2 separate regions of the Mus musculus genome follow, and region 2 is linked to region 1. A link is a contact called in public HiChIP or PLAC-seq data. All regions are on one chromosome and are shown on one strand. The core of a region is the stretch at or near the end of the contact, and the rest is flanking DNA. Distances in the headings are between cores, read along the strand shown. Region 1 overlaps Cnot2 (CCR4-NOT transcription complex, subunit 2). Region 2 overlaps Rab3ip (RAB3A interacting protein).

Region 1 (3,227 bases), core at 490-2,989:
TACAAATTATATCTGGCATTATTTAAATGATCTTTTATGTGTTCTTACACATTTATATATACCTGTGTAAATATCGCTGTGGCTCATATACTGAACCTTTCTGTCACCTCTTAAGCTGACTGAGTCGGCAGTACTCATTCATAAGCTAGGAAATCAGTACTTTGCTCCTAGTTGCTGGGAATTAGTTTTGTTTTAAGAGGCTTCAAACAGATGAAGTTGTAGCTGATATATTCTTTCATGTCTGACCTTTTGCTTAACAAACTTTTTTTTAATTAATATTATTCCATATTGTACTCACTCACTTAACGTTGGATTGCATTTTGTTAGTACTGTTTTAACTAGTCCCTGAAATGCTTTTCAAATGAGTTTCTGTTTGAAGCAGTAAATACTTGGAAAAAAAAAAACTTTAAAAAAAGTCAGAAGTATGTTAAAATATCTAGGCTTTGTGTTACTACACCTAACAGTTATGCGTAAGTTATGAGAAAGGGATTGGGTAGTAAAAAGTGTACAAGGGGGCTGGTGAGATGGCTCAGTGGGTAAGAGCACCCGACTGCTCTTCTGAAGGTCCAGAGTTCAAAGCCCAGCAACCACATGGTGGCTCACAACCATCCGTAAGGAGATCTGACTCCCTCTTCTGGAGTGTCTGAAGACAGCTACAGTGTACTTACATATAATAGATAAATAAATCTTAAAAAAAAAAAGTGTACAAGGTTTATAGCATAGATGTATTCACACAAAGATAATTTTTCTTCCCAGTGGATTATTTTGGCATTTTTTCCAAAATGAATTGAATATGAACGTGAAGGTTTATATTAACCATCAATTCTATTTTACTGTACTCTTACGTATGCTAGTATCTTTTGCTTCCATGCTACAAGCTTGAAAACTGAAAATGAAAATTCTCCAACTTTGTCCTTTTTCTAGATTGTTTTGGTCAATATATCTTTTGAATTTCCATCTGACTCTTAGGATTCGCTTGTCTGCTTTTGCCGAGGAGCCAGCTGCTGTATAACTTGTAGCTCATTGTGGTGTATTGCCACTTCTCATCTTTAGACTTGGGTGACTTTCGTTGATATAGTTTTTTAATTTCTTTCCATTATTTTGTACAGCTTTCACAGTATAATTTTTGTGTATGAAATTTAAGTATTTTACTCTCTGATGCTTGGGAAATGGAATTGCTTGTTTTCTTTATGGGGTTCGTTATTGCTGCATGAAAATGTGATTTTTTATATATTGGTTTATATGCCTTGTACCCCATTGAACGTCCTCATTTAAGCCATTTTGATAAGTTAAAGATTATGAAAATCCACACTGCTATGAAACTGCTATAAAATCATTATTCTAGTGAGCGCCTTAGGATTTTTTGTAGATCTAATAATGTCATCTGCAACTAGAGGCTTTCACCTCCTCTCCAGACTCAGCACTTCTTATTTCATTTTGTTGCCTAACGATTCTGTCTAGGATCTTCAGTACAAGATCACATGTAGTGGCAAGAGTGGACAGCCTCATCTCTGCTCTTAGAAGGAAAACATTCACTATTTCACCGTTCATTATGCTTCTATGTTTTTTTTAAACCATAACTTTAAAGAAGCACATTGTTTATTTGTTTGTTTATTTGTGTATGTGGGCACACCTAAGCCTTCAGGCTCATGTGCAGATTAGAGCACAACTTTCCTGCCATAGGGACCTTTTCAAACTTGGCTCTTCAGGCTTAGTGGTAAGCACTACCCCTCACCCCCCACCCCCACTCAAACCTATCTCTGCCTTCCGTTCGTAAATACTTTTTACTGATTTGGGGATGTCCCTTTTGGATGGAAATTTTTTGTTGTTGGTTTGGTTTTAGGTCTGGTTTCGATTTTAAAAAGTGGATCTTGTGTCCACCGAGGGTGTCCCTTCACCGCCTTTGCTTTACAAGTGTTAGGGTTGTAGTTGTATATCCTTTAATGATGTGCGAGTTTTGTCCCTTATTTAAAAATGCACATTAAATTGCACAATATTGTATGTTGAGCAAGTCCTGTCTCTGGGATAACCCCATCTCATTTATTGCTCATATTACGTCGTAGTTGTAGTTTCTTTCCATGTCATGGCAGTGGCCGTCTTGACGGTAGTGATGCTAGTGAGAAGGTTTCTGGCTAGTCGTTTGTTTTGAATAGTTTGAAGTGAAACTAAGTTTTTTCTTCCAGTCTATCACTCAAGCCTTCTGGGCGCGTGCCTTCCCTCTTGAAAATTTTCTGTTGTTAATGCGGTCTCTTTACTTGTGATGGGTCTAGTTTTGACTGTCTTATTTCTTTTGTCAATTTTGATAGCCTGATAATGTTTTAGTAATTTGTCCATTTCCTCAAGTTTCATAGTTTGCTAGCTTGAGCCCCTTTCTTTACCTTTCTCTTGTCAACTCTGTTACCTTTTTTCTTTGTTTTTGTTTTTTTTAAATGTTGAATTAGGTGTTTGTTTGCTTATTTGTTTGGTAGAACTGGGATTTGAACGTGGGGATTGAATCTTAGTCTTTACACGTTGGGCAAACACCCCTTTATGAAGCTATATCTTCAGCCTTCTCTTACTTTTTTTTAAATTGAAGCAAGGTTTCATTCGGTTGCTCAGAGTGACCATGAACTCACTGCCTAGTCTAGAAAGGCCTTTAGTATGTCTGGGCCTCCTCAGAACTGGAGTCAGAGTCGTCCTCAAGGAAACTTCTCTTTGTAATAGACAGAAACCACTACAGAAAGGCACAGCTCGTCAAAGTGGAAAGCTGTGGAATCAGTCCCAATGGCTACCTCAAAGCACTCCCTGACCTAAGGCTCAGGGAACATTTTAGAAGATGGGACAGAAAGATTGACTGTAAGAGCTTTCCTCCAGTGGGGTTGTGTCTCCCGGTAAGGTTGAAGCTACAATACTCACCAACATGACTGCCTCCACATGAGCTGAGAAGGGCAGCAACAATAGACATGCAAAGTCTGCCAGACACAGAACTACAAGTCACCAAGGAATGCCGAGAGAGAGAGAGAGAGAGAGAGAGAGAGAGAGAGAGAGAGAGAGAGAGTGTGTGTGTGTGTGTGTGTGTGTGTGTGTGTGAGAGTGTTAGTTTTCTCCAGGAAGAGCGCACTAATTGGCTCCCAATACCAGATGGTCAGCCGTGAAAACATACATGTGAGTAGTGTTATATAGACTGAGCAGGTTGTATTTAGGAAATATATATGTGTATATATTTGTACACATGTATGCACATAGTA
Region 2 (3,227 bases), core at 476-2,975, 360 kb before region 1:
GTGTCTGCAGACAGTCACCCAGTTAACATGCAGTGCGGCGGAGAGAACATGTGCACAGTGTGTCTGCAGACAGTCACCCAGTTAACATGCAGTACGGCGGAGAGAACATGTGCACAGTGTGTCTGCAGACAGTCACCCAGTTAACATGCAGTGCGGCGGAGAGAGCACGTGCAGAGTGTGTCCTGCATGGGGATAATTGCAGCGTGTGTAAGGCATAGCAACGTGAGCCACACAGGAAAGAGATTGAGCAGCCACCAGGGGCTGCACAGTGTCAGGAGCTGTGAAAAGGTGTTTAACATCACAGTCAGGTAACGCAAAGCCAACCCAGCGAGACACTGACACTGCCTCAGACTCCTCAGAGTGTGTTGGTGAGGTGTGGTGCTGTTGGTATGACTCTTACAGACAAAAGAATGGCGATTTCTCCTTTAAAAAATTAAAGAGAGAGCCACTGTAGTGGCACACGCTTTCATCCCAGCACTCAGGAGGCAGAGACAGGCAGATCTTGGACTCAAGCTTAGCCTGGTCTACAGAGCGAGTTCTAGGACATCCAGGATTACATGGTGAGACCTTGGCTTTAAAAAACAAACAAACAAACAAACAAACAACCCTCCCAAACAAACAAAAAACCCAGGCCAAAAAAAAAAAACCAACAACAAAAACTAGAAGCATGCAGTCCTGTGTGGGGTCTGCATCAAAGAAATAAAGATATTTATTTATTTATTTATTTATTTATTTATTTATTTATTTAGTGTATCTGAGTACACTGTTGCTGTCTTCAGACACACCAGAAGAGGGCATCAGATCTCATTACAGATGGTTGTGAGCCACCATGTGGTTGCTGGGAATTGAACTCAGGACCTCTGGAAAAGCAGTCAATGCTCTTAACTGCTGAGCCATCTCTCCAGCCCAGGAAATAAAATTCTTGCTATCTGTATTCTCATGTTCATTGCTGTTGTATTGTCCCAAGCCCGATGTGAGCACAGTGTATTCAGCAGGGAACGCCTAAGGCTGAGGCGTGCTGTGTGTTTATGTAACATTAGCTTTTAAAAAGGGAGACCAGCTTGACGGGGCTCAGCCGGTAGAGGGGTCTCCTGTGCCAGCTCACCACCAGAGTTCAGTCCCCGGATCCTGTGGGGGAAGAGGAGTGCCGGTCCTGATGGTTGTCCTCGGACGGAGAGACAGACAGACAGACAGACAGACTGACAGACAGACACACACACACACACACACACACACACACACACACAACACCTGTTGAAGTTACAATCTTACCGTGTGAGGCACTGTAGATGATGGTGCGGGAGCGAGCAGGAGGATTTCAGGGTTTCCCTTTCCCGTGGACACAGTGGGTGGGCTGAGGGGTGGGGGAGGTGTTGGTTGAGGGTAGGAGCTGTCAGGCAGGTAGGAGGTCAGTGTGTGTGCACAGGGACTGAGTCAGGTGCCGGAGTGCACTGAAAAGTAGACCTCAGGTGTGCCCACCACCAAAAACCAAGGGCGAGGTGAGGTGGGGATGGGTTTGGTTTTTAATTGAAAGTCTCACTTTCTGTTTTTACCGAGACAGGCAGTTCATTCGTGTATTACCTCTGGTTGCTTCCACACTGTAAAAAACAAAGTTGAATTACGGTAACAGAAACTGTTTGTGTGTGGCCCTGAGATGCAAGAGTGCCATTTGGCCCTTTACAGCGGTGGGTGATTCCTAGTACACATCCCGGCTCCATAAACGGGCTGTGCGACTGGGCGTGGGAGGCACAGCAGCGGCTTCTGTGTACAGCAACCAGAGGGGAGCTTGAAGCCAAGCACTAATGGATCTCAAGTGTTTGACGCCAGTCTTCACACGGCCCCACCACCGCCGTGGTTCTCACTCTGCTCTGCGCGCTCCACCACCTGTGAACATGGCCTGAGAGGTGGCAGGAGGCCCAGATGCAGGACTTCAGTTGGTTAGGAGCTGCCGTGGCTTTCCTGTGTACAGTTTTCTGTTCCTGTAGAAACACACAGGTCTAATTACTGAGACAGGATTTATAATACGGCCTCACTCATTCCTCAGAGAGTATATATGAAAAGTTTGAACTTTTAAAATTGCTGTTTTAGGGTCAGCAAGGTGGCTCAGCAGGTAAGGACCCTTGTGGCCAAGCCTGATCCAAGTTCCATCCCTGGGGCCCGTGTGGGATACAGAGCTAACTTGTGCAAGTTCTCCTTTGATTTCTACATGCATGCCATGGCACACACAAAATAATAATATAAAAAAATTTAAAAAGAAAGATTGTGGATTGTAGTGTTTGCTTGAGTTTTATTAAAAGAAGAAAATCATTAAAAAGAGGATTTGGAAAAAAAAAACTGTAAGAGCCAGAAGCTGAGGAGGAGGACGGCATTTGCGTCCTTCATGGCGCCTGCCCAGCCTGCACACGACCAGGCCCACCATCAGTCAGGCGTGGACTGGGAGGGCTCAGGGACCATAGCTCGCCCTGATGAACTGCTGGCTCCCGGGTGGCCCGAGGAGGACAGGTCATCGTCTTTACCTGTGTACCACCTGTATACAGGCGAGAGCACCGAGTTCCAATAGGTAGTTCAAAACTTGGTCACAGAGAGGACTCGGGTGTCAGAGGTCAGACTAGAAGGGAACCCTGACAGGTGGGAGGAGAGAGGCCAGGCGTGGGGTGGAAATAGCCAGAGTGCGTTGCAGACACGTCTCAAATTGTCAAGAAATTTAATGAATGTTATATTTCTTAAAAGTTGATGTAGTTAGCTTTGGGGCGGGACAGAGTTTGTAACAGTTTCTGAAACGGTCCTAAACATACTTCTGCCATTTGTACTAGAAGACGTTGTCAGCATTGTAAAATGTTCTTGGCAAAGCTCAGTCTCGGTGGAGACAGCTTAGGACACCTGCTGTACACAGTGCTTATGGCGCCTGACCTTGGGGACAGTCAGAGAAAACAGCCCCACATCTAGAAACGCTGCCTTTTGGTGTTCTGTCGATCGGCAGACCCACGCCAGACGCTTTATGCTTCAGGCTAGCGCCCCCTTCTCTGGGGACATCAGCTGCTCCTGTGTATCATCAGGGTCCCTCTTGAAGCCGGAGAGGTCACCTCACTTCCCACCTCACCTTGGGGCTCATCCTGGCCTGGGTTCTGGTGTTCACCATTTCCTTAGCTCTTCCAGGCTTTCAAAGCTGGCTTAGAGGCGTCGGCTCTTCAGTTGTCTTAAGTCTGATCAGTCTTAAGACTGCGCAG

The links. HiChIP or PLAC-seq counts read pairs in DNA pulled down with a chosen protein or histone mark.
Region 2: an H3K27ac HiChIP or PLAC-seq map of regulatory T cells shows a contact between it and region 1, with 2.8 times the contacts expected there. The contact joins two enhancer-like sites. A contact is called at or near these places in 2 of 484 Hi-C or Micro-C datasets (CD4 T cells and regulatory T cells), 6 of 115 datasets of contacts at active chromatin or transcription factors (cardiomyocytes, effector CD8 T cells, embryonic stem cells and 3 more) and 1 of 9 other capture datasets (adipose tissue).

The regions. Positions count from the first base shown.
Region 1 is chr10:116,563,948-116,567,174 of GRCm38.p6, reverse strand. The region is part of intron 1 of Cnot2 (CCR4-NOT transcription complex, subunit 2); the gene reads left to right. Among named protein-coding and RNA genes, the nearest start is that of Cnot2, 16 kb to the left of the region's middle. Within about 2 kb of position 1,739, at least 47 of the 459 cell types and tissues checked have an H3K27ac peak or open chromatin away from gene starts, as enhancers often do. A contact at or near this core is called in effector CD8 T cells and regulatory T cells, where this site is marked.
Region 2 is chr10:116,920,874-116,924,100 of GRCm38.p6, reverse strand. All of the region lies in intron 4 of Rab3ip (RAB3A interacting protein), which reads left to right. Gm51782 (a long non-coding RNA gene) reads right to left here. Exons shown (of 4, transcript XR_003948947.1): 4 at 1-1,979. Among named protein-coding and RNA genes, the nearest start is that of Gm51782, 8.3 kb to the right of the region's middle. Within about 2 kb of position 1,725, at least 18 of the 459 cell types and tissues checked have an H3K27ac peak or open chromatin away from gene starts, as enhancers often do. A contact at or near this core is called in effector CD8 T cells and regulatory T cells, where this site is marked.